2 separate regions of the Drosophila melanogaster genome follow, and region 1 is linked to region 2. A link is a contact called in public Hi-C data. All regions are on one chromosome and are shown on one strand. The core of a region is the stretch at or near the end of the contact, and the rest is flanking DNA. Distances in the headings are between cores, read along the strand shown. Region 1 holds the start of CG14882. Region 2 overlaps gish (gilgamesh).

What was found. Hi-C and Micro-C count contacts between places; a contact is called where the count stands out from the background.
Region 1: a Hi-C map of the Kc167 cell line shows a contact between it and region 2, with 5 times the contacts expected there. A contact is called at or near these places in 16 of 107 Hi-C or Micro-C datasets (the Clone 8 cell line, the Kc167 cell line, the PNm cell line and 8 more).

Annotation. Positions count from the first base shown.
Region 1 is chr3R:16,437,431-16,444,991 of dm6, forward strand. It overlaps CG14882, which reads left to right and starts at 5,777. Exons shown (of 2, transcript NM_001275708.1): 1 at 5,777-5,947; 2 at 5,998-7,561. The coding sequence starts at 5,858. The coding sequence ends at 7,272. Ttc1 (Tetratricopeptide repeat domain 1) reads right to left here and starts at 5,577. Exons shown (of 2, transcript NM_001275707.1): 1 at 4,973-5,577; 2 at 4,413-4,918. The coding sequence starts at 5,487. The coding sequence ends at 4,642. It overlaps ema (endosomal maturation defective), which reads right to left and starts at 4,231. Exons shown (of 11, transcript NM_142285.2): 1 at 3,783-4,231; 2 at 3,590-3,729; 3 at 3,378-3,526; 4 at 3,178-3,320; 5 at 3,035-3,121; 6 at 2,183-2,973; 7 at 1,811-1,927; 8 at 1,282-1,743; 9 at 635-1,220; 10 at 363-569. The coding sequence starts at 3,988.
Region 2 is chr3R:16,279,549-16,287,149 of dm6, forward strand. The region is part of intron 2 of gish (gilgamesh); the gene reads left to right. Among named protein-coding and RNA genes, the nearest start is that of gish, 10 kb to the left of the region's middle.

The DNA of each region.
Region 1 (7,561 bases), core at 4,527-7,026, 160 kb after region 2:
CAGATAAAACTGGAGGGCTTAAAGGCATGCTATTCTTTGTTTATTTGTCAAAATAATATGCAAATAAATATAAAAATATAGGACAAACGATATCTTTATACATAATTATACAAGGTGGTATTACAAGCAAACTTAGTCAATCTTAAAGATTTTTTTTTGGCCAAGGAGCCAAAAATGTAGCAAATTTCGAGAATCATGTAAACAGCTCGATAAATTATAAAATAAACTTTTTGATGTCTTGGGCGTAATCCAATTAAAAAAAATAGAAAGACTAGTTTAGAATACTGCAATACTTTACAAATCTCAATTATAACAGAAACCATTCTAAGACTACAGAGCTAACGAAAATGTTTCATTGTTACCGCGGCCTGGGCATTCTAGGGCTGCTCTCCCGCGACCGATTTCCAGTACTTCTGGGCTGGGAGTTTTCCCGAGACTGCGAGGAGCTGTGGCTGCCCATGCTAACACTGGGCGATCGCTCCCGATCCGAGTGATCGGCCCTAAGATTCGAGCCCGAAGTTGAGCTGGGACTGCGGCGTCGGGAGCGGCCAGCGCTTTCATTTCTAATTCTGCGGGAAGACGCACAGATGAGGATGGAAATGAGGAACATGAGGACACACCGACGTGAACTTACCCTTCGATGGATCGATTCGGGGCCATCTGGGTTCGACTAACCCCAGCGCTATTGCTTCCACGCAGCACCGCTGCAAATCCCGGCACTCGATTGGCCGTGGAGAACATGGGACGGTGGTGACTACTGCGCGAACTGCTGCCACTGCTGTTACCACTTCCGCCGCTACTGGATGCGACCATTGTGCCACCAACAGCGTAGACGGGAGAGTCCATCTGTCCAGGAATCTCGATGAGTTGCGCAATCTGGTACATCTTCTTTTGTCGCGCCTTGCTACGACCCTTTGTCAACCTCTGCTTGGCAGCCATGCAACGGATGTGATCGTCGAACAGGAACTTAGCCGAGAGCAACGGAGTGCGGTTGTGAGTGACTCCGCCCCGGTGCACGGTGATGTGCAAGCAGCGCGAGTCATCCTTATCACCCTGCACCTCTACGTCCTGCAGAAAGCCAACGAACTTTGCCACGCCCCAGCCAAGCAGCTTTGCATCCGGCTCGACGAGAATTAGCTGCAATGCGTCAATGACCAGAAAGCGTCTTTGCTTGCTGCTGTCCTTGGCCACAACGGTGCAGGCTATTAGATCACTATTGTCTAGATGGATAATGGTTAGCCTTAATATATACATACATCATCGTAGGAGGAGTATACTTACTCAGATCGAGTACGTTCTCCACCTGAACCAGATTGACTACATTTGTAAGCGGCAATAGCGATTCCTTCTCATTCAAAAACTTTTGGCACGTGCGACGCAGCAGGAAGTAAACGCGAATGGCTCGGCGTGCCTTTTCCACCTCCCCGCAGGGAAGTCGTCGCGTAAAGTTGATTCCAGTAAGTGGCGTTCCCGTGGGAGGCAGTAGAATGGTGGAGTCCATGCACAGGAATTCCACGTTCAGTTGCGCCTTTCGCATCTCGTTGTATTCGTCTTCGAACAGGTCTAGGAAGATGTCCTCCGACTTGTAGAAGTTACGGATCACCACCATCGACTGATTGCGGGCGCTGAAGAGCAGATCCTGTTGTGCGGCGGTTATGCAGCGCGAATCATCCGAGCTGGGACGGGTGAAAGTGACCAGTAACTCCAAGGCAATCTCCACGGTAATCAACCGAATGCGGGACGCTTTAGGGAATTCAAATGGAATTATTAAAGAGCTAATGATAACCGGAGTTCGAACAGTTGTACATACATGGCTGACTGGACTGGGTGATGATGTTTAACAGATGCTCAATCAAGGCTGTCTTATAACTGAAGGCGCCACGGGTTGATTTTGCAAGAACCTGCTCGAACCACTCATTCTTGATGCCTATATGGAAAGGTACATAAAGATATTTATTAAGGAGACTATGATAGATGCATACGATTGATTAGTACGGGCAGTGGACGAGTTACATACCATCTGAACGGATTGGGACATGTACCAGAATGTGACATTTTCATTACACACAAAGAAAGCAATTAGAATGAAGCAAAAATGGGGTGATCAGAGCAATGGAAAGTTACACAACATTAGCCAAAAAAAACGTCAAATTGAGTTAAGGGAAATATCCATGAATATTACCTCTATTGTGCGACATAGCATATATGAGGCACAGCGACAGCAGGGCAAGGTAATCGTTTTCGGTGCAGTCCAAAGCATGCAGGACCGTGTCTAAAAACGGTTTGGCCATCTCAGCAAAGTCAGCCTTCGTTGAGGAAGATGACTTCTGCAGCAGCTGCTTTTCCTCGTCAGTTATGTTGCGCAGTTTAATCTGCTCCGCTTCAACCGCATCTGCTTGAGAGTCCAGTTCTGTGGTGGCTGGGGATGAGGACTCCACGCCACTGTCCTCGCTAAGGGCATAGCTGGACGAGCTGGACTGACCGGTGACTGTATCCAAGGCCTGTTCGAGACTCTCGTCGGGCTCGCCGAAGCCAGGCACAACCACCTCGCGGTGCTCAACGTATGAATTAAGAATCTCGGCTGCACCCTCCTTAAAAACGCTGTGGTCACCATTGAGGATAACCCAGGCCAGAGCGTGCACCAGAGGGGCATGCGAAACCACCAGGAAGACCAATGAGAGCAGGAAAAGGGCCACGATGGAGCTCACTCGCGGATTGTGCATCTCCTGTATGTCGATGTCCACATTGCGATTAAGCACAGCAGCTAGATTCTGGGTAACCACTGCCAGTGAGGGCGGGGGCGGAGCTGGTGTAAGTGAGAATATGTACAGAGGCACGAATAGCTTATGCAGCAAGTGCTCGGTTAACACCGCGTTCAGATCCTTGATTTCCAGTAGAAGAATGTCACTCAAATAATGCAAATGATCCAGATGCTCGGCAACCAAATTGGACAGCTTTTGATTCGATTGATGGCTGCGGATGAATTAAGAAATCAATACTATAAAACGAGGGACTATATTACAATAACTCTTACTCTATATCTGTGCGAACACAAGTGTCTAGTTCAAGAATGTGTTTGCCGATAAACCAGACCAGATTACTGAAATATGGAGCAGCCGTTCTAGGGAGAAAAAAATAGTTTAATGGAGCTCATGGGACTGAAGGCAAAGGTCGTACTTGTCTCGAATAAAACGCAACATGCTTGGATTTTGAACCTTGTAGACATTTAAGGAAATGGTGCGCACTGCAATTCTCACCATTGACTCGGGATGATTAAAGAACTTAATAGCCTCTGTATACAAGGGAAAGTCATTTGTGTGCTGTAAGGAATATGTCACATTAAATGGATGTAAATATGTGTTTTAGGCAATGCAAACCTCATTGTAAAAGAAGTGTATTGTGTGAGTGTTTAACTTTAGACTTAGCGTCTTTAAAAAAAGTATATAATAGCCCATCACATCCTCGTCGGAGAAGTCAAACTTGTGCACCATGATAGAATTTACATGGTTGTTGCTCAACAGATAATCTGCAACGTCATAGGAATGATTACGTCTACTGTATTATAGAAACTGTTGAAAATTGTACTTACACAGGGACGTCTCGTTGCGTATGTTCTCAAAGAGGATGTTGAGAGTCTGAAGGAGCTGCACGCAGACGAAACTCGAGCCTCCACTCTTTTGTCGCATTATGTGCAGGAAATACGATAGCATATTCTTCTCCAAGAAGAAGCTGTTGCAAATAATTAGATTAAGGTTTATTACATTGAGATGCTTAATACTCACTCAAACACCAGCGAGTCATGCTGGTCGCCCCAAATCAGGATCTCTGCGATGCAGCGCAGCGACTCCACCAGCAGGCCACGATTACTTTCCGACACGGTGGTGTTCTTCTCCAGAATGCTGTACAGGTACTTAAGGTGCTCCAGCGACAAGCGGTTTTTGGGCCGCCCACCCCAGGGTCCGCCAAACCAGCTGCGACTCCGGAACATGTTGGCAACTAGGATGGAATCAACTGGCCACGATCCGCCTGACTGCTCTCATATCAGGGTAAGGAGGAGTGCGGGAGCGCTGTTCTCTTGGATCTTTGCATGCACTACTGCTCACGGTCACGCCACTGGGTTGGCCCACAATAAGGGGGCACCTAATGCCTGCGATTGCACGAATCTAATATTGTAATTTGCGAATGGCGATTTTTTCCAACAAATTGCTCTTCTTCTTCACGGGGAACACAAGTGTCACAGTCAGCTGTTGCTTCCGCCCATATTTATGGTTATCGGTATCGAAGTAACAGAGATGACAAGTGGCTATTTTGTTGTGATTGCATGAGAACTGCGACTGGTTCACGACTTTTAAAAACCTCTCAAAAGAACCGTTTGAATTTTGTAAAACCAGACAGTAAAATTTGGAACAAACCTCATATATTAATAGCATATCACACCATGCATTTTACATTAAATATAATTAATGGATTTTTTTGGTACCGTTTGTTATGAAAATGGGTTCACATTTGCATATTCTACAGAGGTGAAAATGTACGAGAACTGAATTTGATACGTTTTGCTACAGTTTGACTATTATTTTACACATCATCCACGAATACGGCTTTATTTGTTGATCTGCAGAGCATTAGCTAGCTAGGTTTTTATTTAAAGTTGATGGAATACGAGCCCGTGTTGGGATCCTGTTGCATTTGGAAATTCTGTGTAGACAGTCCGAACGGTTTGAGTATCATGTTGCCCAGGTCCTTTAAGCTGGACATCATCTCGTTTTTGAGCTTCTCGTTGCGCTCGTTTATAATTGGCGGCAGCCGAATCTGAGCCTCGCGAGCCTCCTGCTGACCGGGATCGATCTCAGTAACTTTTTTGTAGTCCTCCAGAGCCTCGTCGGGCTTGTCTTCTTGCTCATAGAGCTTGGCGCGCCTGTAAGATGTAATTAGACTTTAGAAATTTTAAGGGAGATATTAAAATAAAGACCTTAAAAGCACCCTCACATACTCCGGCCACAGTTCTATAGCCTTTGTGCAGTCGTCGATGGCCGCTTTGTTGGCCTCCAGCTTAATCTTGGCAGCAGCCCTGTTTCCGTAGAGAACTGCTCGCTCCTTGGAGCTGGCCGAGGGGCAAATGTCTAAGGCTTCTGTGTAGGTCTTGGCGGCGCCTTCGGCGTCGTCATTTTTGAACAACTCGTTGCCCTCAACTTTCAGCTTATCGGCCTTTTCTTTGTTAGCTGTCAGCTGCTCTGGGCTGAGATCCTTCTCCCGTTCGCGCAACTCCTCAATGGTTAGCTCAGAGTCCACTGTCGTTGGTGTCGCGATGGAATCTCCACCAGCCGCGCCCTGTTCCGCTTCGTCATCCAACGCCAGCTGGTTTTGCTTCTCCACGATCTCATCCACGTCCTTTTCGCTCTGCCGCGTGCTGGTGGCCTCTTTTTCGGTTATCTCCTCCCCGATCGCATCATGGAATTCGTCGTCACTGTTGGCGTTGCCTGCCATTCTTTTTAAAATTGATCCTTACCGAATTTACTGGAGATTTCGGTTTGTTGTTCAGCAACAAATAAAGCTCCTCATGCTAACGATAACTGTGCATATCGATAACACCGATGTCGTACAGTGTTGACAAAGGTAGGTTTCTGATTAGGTACCTTCCCAAGCTAAGAAATGTTAGGTACAGATAATTTTTAAAACAAATAATTTAAGGATAATCCTTAATGTTGTATTTGGCAAAGATGAAGACCAATTTAAAATAAACATTTAATCTTTTACAGCTTCCCTTGATAAGGGAAGCTGTAAATAAACTCTTTCCAACACTACCGCTTGTTAACGATTTGACTGCTGCCCATGCGAATTGGTAAATACGGGAAAAATGGACTTAGGAGCTTATAAATTGAGTGAATACATCCCCGCCAAGCCGCTGGTCGGTAATCTGGAGTTGTGTTTCACGGACGAAGAGCAGGTGAGTTAGGAGCTACCGTGAGAATAGCCTTTTCAAGCCTATCTTTGTAGAGACCCACCGAAACATGCGGCCAACTTAAATGCTGCGATATTTTAAAGTTCCCATTCGCCCGCCCTGATTTCCAGCCAAGTTCAGTGGAGATAAAGGAGAGCAAGGTGCTCGTGTCTGCTGATAAGGCTACAGAGACAAAACGCGTGGTGGAGCTGACTCTGGAGTCCACGTTCGATTACCAGCCCGGGGATACCATTGGAATTTTGCCTGCTAATAAACTCGAACAAGTGGAAAGTCTGCTCCATCGGCTGGAACTGTTAGACCAGGCCGACACCACTTGCCACTTAAAGTTGGTGTTCAACTGCGCCAATAAGAATGCTAAGCTACCCGCCCACATTCCAGCAACTACTACTCCCCGGGAGATCCTTACCCACTGCCTCTCCCTTAATTTTGTTCCGCAGAAGCAGCTCCTCAGCGCCCTGGCCGGATTTACAAGCGATGACAAAGAGCGTTGTTTCCTGTCCTGTCTGTCCTCTAAACAGGCCACCGAGTACTACCAATCGCTGATATTAGAGCAAGGCCTGCTTTTCATAGACATTCTTGAAGTGTGCGTCAACTGCAGGCCACCACTGGCATTCCTGGCAGAGCACTTGCCACGGCTGCTGCCGCGACCGTACTCCATTGCCAACAGTCCCTTGGAGGCTAGTAATCGCGAACTTCGCGTTATCTACTCGCTGCTCAGCCTCAAACCTGGAGTCACAACCAGCATGTTGGAGGCGGCTGCACAGCAAAGCAGTCCGGAGCATTCCAAAAAAGTAGTTATCTACCCACGAATGAGCAACCTATTCCGTTACACAGAGCGGGATGTGGGCAGAAACCAAATACTTATTGCTGTTGGCACAGGTCTGGCGCCTTTTCTTGGATTCTTAGCCCACAAGGAAGAGCTTATAAAACAGCAGCCGCAACAGCCAAGCGGGCAATCCTGGCTCTACATTGGTGCCAAGACCCCAGAAGCAGTTCTTAAGCGTGAAAAACTAATGGAGTGGCAGGAATCTTCGTTGCTCGAGCGCCTACGGATGTGTTACTCGCGAGGCGAATCCCCCAGCTACGTGCAACATATGTTGGAGGAGGACTGTGAGGATCTGGTCGAGTTCCTGATGAAGTCAGAGACTGTGTTGTACATTTGTGCCGATGGCGCCAAGATTTCGCAGTCCATTGCAGGTGTTTTAAGTCGTTGCTTGCAGAAGGCTATGCATCTCACTGAAGAAGAAGCTTCGCAGCTGTTAAAAAAACTGAGGAAGCAGGACAAATACCGCGAGGATGTTTGGCTGTAATGGACAAGTCTTAGGTGCAGTCAAAATAAAAGCTTCATTAATTAAGCCCTATAAATAAATACCTTAATATATTAGTCGTTTGTAACTCTTACAGAAAATTTGAATTTTTAGTGTGTTTGTTGTTTTTACGTACGGTTAAGGTCGTTTATTTTCATAATTGAAAATAAGTGTAGCAAAGGAACCACTTCCACTGCTCATTTGAGTAGCTAATGTATGCAAGTATTTGCACTCAGATGTTTGTAAATCAATTGCTATTATTTTAACTGCAGCCTCAATGTAAATAATTATA
Region 2 (7,601 bases), core at 4,338-6,837:
TCCCCAGCTATCGCCGCCTCTGTCGCGGCTCTGCAATTGGGGTCAAATGCGTAGTCGCATATCAACTGCAGCAACCTCTGAACGCGACAAAAAATCGGAGAGAGGGAACTCAATTAACCAAAAGTCGATGTTGTTGCTCGAGTTTTGTTTTTGCAGTTTCTTCATTTTGATAATTACACCACCAGCTGGGTATATCGACATGCAGTTTAAAGAAAATTATTTGATTGAAGGTTAAGTCACTTGAGACCTTAACTAAATATTTAATCATTTAATTATGACCCGCGGCGGAATCGATATCTAGTATAGCAAGATAGTGGTGTACGTTTACTAGTGTACGCTTTAAAAATAAATATGTAATTGATTTATCCAGATTTTTACAGCTTTTCCATTAAATTTGACAGCTGTAATGTTGAAATGTAATGCTAATTATTAAGAAATAACTAGTTCCTTAATAAGATAAAAAGATGGATAAATGTGTCCAACCTTATCGAGTCCGCTGTGCCTATTTCTGGGGACTTCTGTTAACAGACTCTGTTACGGCAGCCAGGCATACAGCTTATCGCGGTTCAGGCATGGCACTGCTGTATGAGTCACTCCCTCACTCACACCCCTCTTCGCTCATTCGCTCTCGTTGGTAGAAACTTCACAGTTGCGACTGCGCTTCAAAGAAATCCCATTGAGCCAAAGCCGGAGACCATAGTCTCTCTTACCGGCTTGGTTCACTTATTCCGCTTTTCGTTCTCCGTGCTCCATTCTCCAACTCAATTCGGTGTCTCTGAGTGTTTGACAGGTGCGTTTTGTTTGTGTAACGAGTTTGCTCGCGATAGTTTCTCGGCCTCTGACGCATGACCCGCTATCTGTCTCTGTTGCACGTCATTATCAGCTTGTCGCTCGCTCTCGCAGCTAGATGTTCTTGTTGCTTTTCTCTCTGTACAGGGACAAGAACAGGAACAACAACATCAACCAGCAGCGGCATGAACAATAATCACATACAAATTCAAACTGCTCAATTGCCGCATTTTCACACGCTCACAAGTGTTTTAGTCCGCTCTCTCAATCTCATAAGCTTTGTATCTCTCTTTTTCTTACACAGAGAAAAATTCAGCCTATTAACGTAGTCAAGGTACTAATCATAAACCAGTATACTTTCAAATTAAAATGTACATTTTCATTTCATAGAACCGATTACAAAATAAAAGAAAGCATTTAGTTTGTTACTGAGAATGTTATCCTAAATTGATCTTCATGATCTACTAAAATTTTTCTACGTGTGGGTTTAATTTTGCGCTCTCTCCTTCTCTTCCGCTGGCTTCGGCATCGTGTGTTCTTTGCGCCGGAGCTCACTTGATTTTCGATCGCTTGGCGCGGCAGTTGTCATTCCGTCTCCTCCTCCGCCGTATCATTGTTTTTGCAATCGCAGCTCTCTCGCAAATCTGCGCTGCGGGTGTGCAGTACATATACTTGTGAGAACTTGTGGTGTGTTATACGCGTTAATCGCTTTATCGCTGTGACGTTGAATAAATTGTGTTTGCTCCAGTTTCCTTTTGAAATAAATTTCAATGCAGTGCAGCCACGTTTTTTATTCGCTTTGCTGTGTGTGTGTGTTAAAAGTTGGACAAAAAAAATGGCCTGGAACATAACAGAAAAGAGTTGTGGCTGTCAAACTGTTGCTAAACACCTCTTATCTCAATCTTTTTTGACTTGACAGTCTGCCCACAACTGGAAAATTATCTATCCTCTCTTCTCGCTCTGTTGTGTATGTGTGTGTTTGTGTATCTTCTACTTTTTTGAGTCAGCTGTCTGTGCTTTACTTTTTCATCTCCTGCACAGCTTTAACGAGTTTGGTTTTCCCCCTTCCTGTTAATGTTTTTTTTTCGTTAAGTACTATTCTTAGCTCGCTCGCACTTTTCTTCGTTTTGCTGCACACTTTGTTTACTGTTGCTGTTTCTTTTGCTGCTTTGGAGCTGCCTGTTTGTACACCGGCAACATAAACTGGTTTTTCGAGTTATTTATGACTTTTTTCCACAATTTATTTTGCCTGCCTTTTTGGTATCTGTATCTGCTGCGGCCTTCTCCCTCTTTCTCTCTCACTCTCTCCCTCTCGCACTCTTTTGTTTTCAGACTTTTGACCTGCAAAAGAAAAGTAACTAAACAAAAAAGTGTTTAAAATCAGTTTGTTGGGGGCGCTTGGGTCTTCGGCTTTGGCATTAATTTCGTAATGTGGCGAAAGCTGAGCGGATTTCTCATACATTGCTGCATATTTTCCGATCTTTCCCTTCCGTTCATACTTCTCTCCCTTGCTCGATCGCACACACATGCATATAGAAAGACAAAGCGCAGCGGATATGGCAAATTAAAAACATTTTCCAGTTGGGATTTAATAATAGTACGAAAAGAGCAAACACAAATATAGTTGTAATTAAAATTATGATACCGAAATGTGTAGAGTGTAAAGAGAAGAAAGCAGAAAAATGATTGAAAAATATGGTTGCAAAGCCAAATAAAAATAAAGTTTATTTGTTAATTTTCAAGCCAACCAGATGTGCAATAAAAGTGCTAAAATTGTGAAAAATCCAAGCCAAGCTGCCAACTAAACAATTATAACGAAGGCAATAAAAATTAAAACACGTTCTCAAACGCAACAGCATTAAATCAACAGCAGCGGCAACAAATACAACAAACACAACAACGAAGAGTGAACGGCCTCAAAGTCAACAACAGCTGCTTACAGTTTGACAGCCATTGGGCGTCGGCGATCCCCCGCGACGCTCTGCTTCTTCGTCTTTCACGGGATTCCATGCATGAGGCCCTTCTCGCCATCTCGTTCCCACTGAAAGTACCGTTCCACGGAGTCCACCGGGTTAGTTTTCATATATTTTATTTTTTTTTATTACTTTTTCGTTTGTTGCTGACTCTGCCAAACATCGTCCACTTGTGTTAAACACATGTTAAGGGCTCAGTTTCGAATGACATGCAACAGAAGGGTTGTGGGAAACTATTTTAGATACACTGCAGCAGTGTGACCACAATCTTGTTTATTGCAGGAATTACTGTCAGTATCCAGAGTATTTTGAAAGTGGTGTGGCCTATTATAAGTACAGGACAACTAATTCTATGTTAATCAGATATTGCTTTCAGAAAACGTCGCTGAAACCGAAGAAAGCATAGACATAAATGTAACTTATTTTCCATATCAGTAAAAGAGAAGATTCAAACTGTTAGCTGCGTTACTTAATAATCAACTTTAACGCTTATGTTAGCAAATCAGTATTTGTTTATTCGCCATCCGTTTTAGCAAGTCCGTAAATGAATAAAATAAACAGCCATATTTGAAAAGCAATTATTTGCAAACTGAGATGAATATTTTCCACTCTGGTATAAGTTTGAATTTCCATTACTTAATTAATTCTAGATAAAGTTTATGTACGTAGCAAAAATATGTTAGATAACCTACGTTTCTTATTTTTTGAAGATACGCAGTCGATGAGAAAGTGAAAAAGTCTTTAACGCCAAACTTAGATGATGGTTATTATACAGGGCCGCACTGTATTGACTTTTCCCGGCCTTCGGTTCGGCAATCGACTGACAGACCTGCCGATTAAAGATAAATAAGAAAAAACGTGAAAATGTCATTGCTTAAATTGCATTGGCCACGACATTGAACTCGCCAAGAAGCTGCAAACATTGCAGCAAAAAAACAAAGAAAAAAAAAAAAACAAAATAAAAACCGAAGGAAACAAAACTTCTGTTGGCAACGCAAACGCACGTGAGGTTTTTCAATGTCAAAAAGCCACGCCCACGTCAATTCCCAAACGGCCCCCAAAGGCGGAAGGAAGGAATCAAGCGTAAATGACGTAGGGGGCTACACGGGTGAAGGAGAATAGCTGGGATTGGGGTTATCTCGGGGTCACTCTCACCCCTTCTAAATAATCCGAAAGGTTGAAGCATGCCGGAAGAAAACACTAGAAAGCAAATTACCGACAATTTCCATACGGTTGCGGCGTAGATAATAACCGTCAGATCATATAGTCAAATTATAGATAAGATTAAAGATTTTTTTTATTAAATGTTAACTATTGTTTTTGTGCCTCTACGTTAAAAATAGCTTGGGGTTTTTAAGCAATGCTTTAATAATAAATTAATAAACTTAATTTCCTTTAAACCAGAATGCTTCACATTTCCGCATCGCTAAGTGACAGAAAAATCACTTGCACTTGAGTAAATAACATTAAATGAGCTTAAGGTAAAATCATATGCGTTGCGTATATCGGAAAGAGGATCGCTTTAAGCCTTAAGCGAAATAATTGGGGAACGCCAGTTTTTTAAGCCAGTTCAATTGGGCGATTAATTTGAATTTGTACAAAAAGCGGGGTGTAAATTAATCTCACAAGAGATCAATCGCATATTACATCTTTTGTGCTATTATTCAACCCCAATATGTAGTTGAAACAGTTGGTTTGTTGGTAGCTTTTATGCTAACACAGAGAAAGTGGATACTATTTGACCTCTGTAGAACCCATTTGCATAGCTCTTGGCTTTTGTACGTGTTCCAGCTGAGGCTAAACTAATTAAAGCATTCGCCACAGAAGCTCACACACCGATACACGGTGCAGATGCCCCACAACCAGGATATGTGACTGCTGGATGGTGGGAGGGGGAGGTGGTGTGGTGTATTCGATTTCATATTCAATGTTAATCTAACATGCAAAGGTCAATCGGCCATTGAGGCGCCCCCATAAATACATACACACATCCACTCACATACACACAAACGTAACGGACATCATTGTGCAATTTCAGTTAGAGGCTGTGGCGTTGATAGACTACGTCGTCAATGGAATTGTTGTCTCTGCTTTGGATGTGGAAGTGGGATGGGTGACGTGCTAGCCCAGCCCTAAATTGAACGCCGCATGGGGGGTACATTGGCAAATAAATAATAAAACAAGAATTCTTATTTCGCCGAAGCTTGTATACCCTTGCAGTAATTATATATTTAAAACAATAAAAACAACAAAAACACTTTATGATCAAAACAACGTTCCGCCCCGTTCTGACTTATAAAATAAAGACTTCAAGAAGTTCGATGCAGATAGTAGTATACTAGTTTGCTTAGAAACGGCCGGACGGAAGGGGACGGACGAAGAGTCCTAGCTACATCTACTCTGCTCCCGCAACTAATCGAATCCAACAACTTAAGTGTTGGTAAACGTTAGTAACTATAACTATTGTCATAGACAGATAATTGGTTATGCCCATCAAAGACACAGAGCTATGACTTAAAGAATTAATTAATTCCGTATGCCGCCCACTGTGCAAGGTGCAGTGGCGCCTGCATCTCTCTTTATCCGTCACTATTTCCATCTCCTTCCAGTTTTTCCTGCCTCCCCATTTGGGCTGACCTCCCATTTTAAGATGTGCAGCGCCTACTTCCCACTCTCCTTTTACACACTTGTCACTCGTTCATTTCGACTCGCTATTGTCTGACGTCGCTGCTAATCAAGGCGCGCTTATCTAGCCAACTTTGGTGTGTATGTGTTTGGGGCTCTCGAGTGGTTTTGCTATGTGTGTGTGTGTGTGCAAGGCTCTCGCGCTCTCTTTGCTTATCAGTGTGATAGGTCATTTGGTGTGATGCATGAAGAGAAAGGCAGAGGGGAGACCCAGAAGAAGAAAGCGCCACTGTGCGCTCATTTATGCTTCGTGAATATATGCGAATGCAGCCATTGTATTTAGTTTTAGTTGTATGTATTTGTTGTGCTTCACACTGCCACTTTGCCTTTCAAAGCGTCAAATGCCAATGAAAATGGATATTGACATGTTACGCTATGTCGTTATGCTGGGCGTAATATCAATTCAATTACGACTTGATTGCCAACAACAAAAATCACATTAATAACAACAAGCTGAATCGCTTTGTACCATATTGTCAATTGAGCTGACTTATCCACATCGGCAATTAATGTACACTTCAAATATTATTTGATAAATGTTTCCGATGAAAGCAGTTAAATTGGCCACTGGCCAATAAAAAATTAGATGCTATTTTTTTTAAAACCGATCTCCAAAAACTGAAATATAAATCAAACAACGTTGAAACCCTAATTTGTATCTAAATATAAATAAAATATTCAAAGGGGCATATCCGTTTCAGATGTTTGTATGTTAGCCTTTCAATTGATTTGCATAATTGGAATTCAATTGCTCGTGCTGGAAATGTAATGAAATTGTTTGTTTTTATAAATAGAAATTATAGCAACAAATATATTGTAATGCACTTCAAGAGGAAAAAAGTGAAATACATACAAGCGACTCACAAATCTCCAGCTGATAAGTCACCCAACAAACACACAAGTAACAAGTATAGACACACGCACTTATCACTCGATTTTCCTTATCATTGTTTATTTTAAGCACCGTTTGTTTTCTTTGATTGCTTATGTAATTTCCCTCATTTTTAGTGAACACCTATGGGCCTTATGGGGCTTCCTGTATAAGTGTGTTTTCTGGGCTTTAATTAAATTTGCAATTATTTGAGTTAGTCACAGTTTAGAAATCACTGTGTCACCTTTTTTTCCAATCAATATTCCAATTAGGCAAAATTCTTTTGCGGTTTCACCTTGCTGTTTCTGGCAGGGATACACAGCAACAAAGGCAAACCTATTTTGAATACATTACATTATGTTAGTTAACTTTTCGAGCTAAAAAAAAACGTTGTTTAAATATTTTGATATTTTAAAATTCAAAAATTAAAATTAAACTTATAGAACATACAAATTAATTGCTCCCACTTTTTTTCTGTGTTCTGATTGTTGTTACTAATGTTGTGGATTCTAATTGGGATTTTCCGCTTTTTGCGGTTTTTACTATTGCCGTCATCAGCGCAAGTTCTCTGTTGTTCCTATTCGCTTTCCTCTGGTCTAATTCTCTCCTTTCCTCGCCCTTTCTTCTTATATTCGGATTTGTGTTCAATTTACACTTGATTTATTTATGAGCTACACACAGCTACAGATAAAATTGTCTTGCACACACACATCCCTTTCTGTGTGGTGGTGTTGATGAGTGAGTTTGGTCAACCCACCTTGTGCATAATTTTATTTATAGCGCTTGGTTTATTTTTAATTATCGATTTGGTTTTCCCTGCTTTCAAACGCAACAAACAAAATATAGAATATTAAGAACATGTGTGATCTTTTTTTATTTATTTATTTTCTCAACCATTTTTCTTAAAAACGGGCTTATTGTCATTTTATTACTCAGGAAACCCATCTGGTTTTGCAACAAGTGTTAATTTGTTGATGGGAATGTTATGTCACACTGTTTTCTTACAAAGAAATGCAAATTTTCGCTCCCAACTTTCATTAATGAAAATAAATTTTTTCAAACCGTTTTCTTTGGAGTCTTTAAAAACTCAGATAATTTGACCAATTCTAATAACTGATATGCCGTAAAACTACATTTTACAGTCTTGGATTAATTTTAAACCTGAATACATAATTTCAATAGTCGAGTGCTTACAGAGCTGTGCTTACTTTTTTTTAACCCATGGAAATTCGGTAACCTCGTGTAAAACCCCAGGTGCAATATACAGCAAAGAGCCTTTGTTA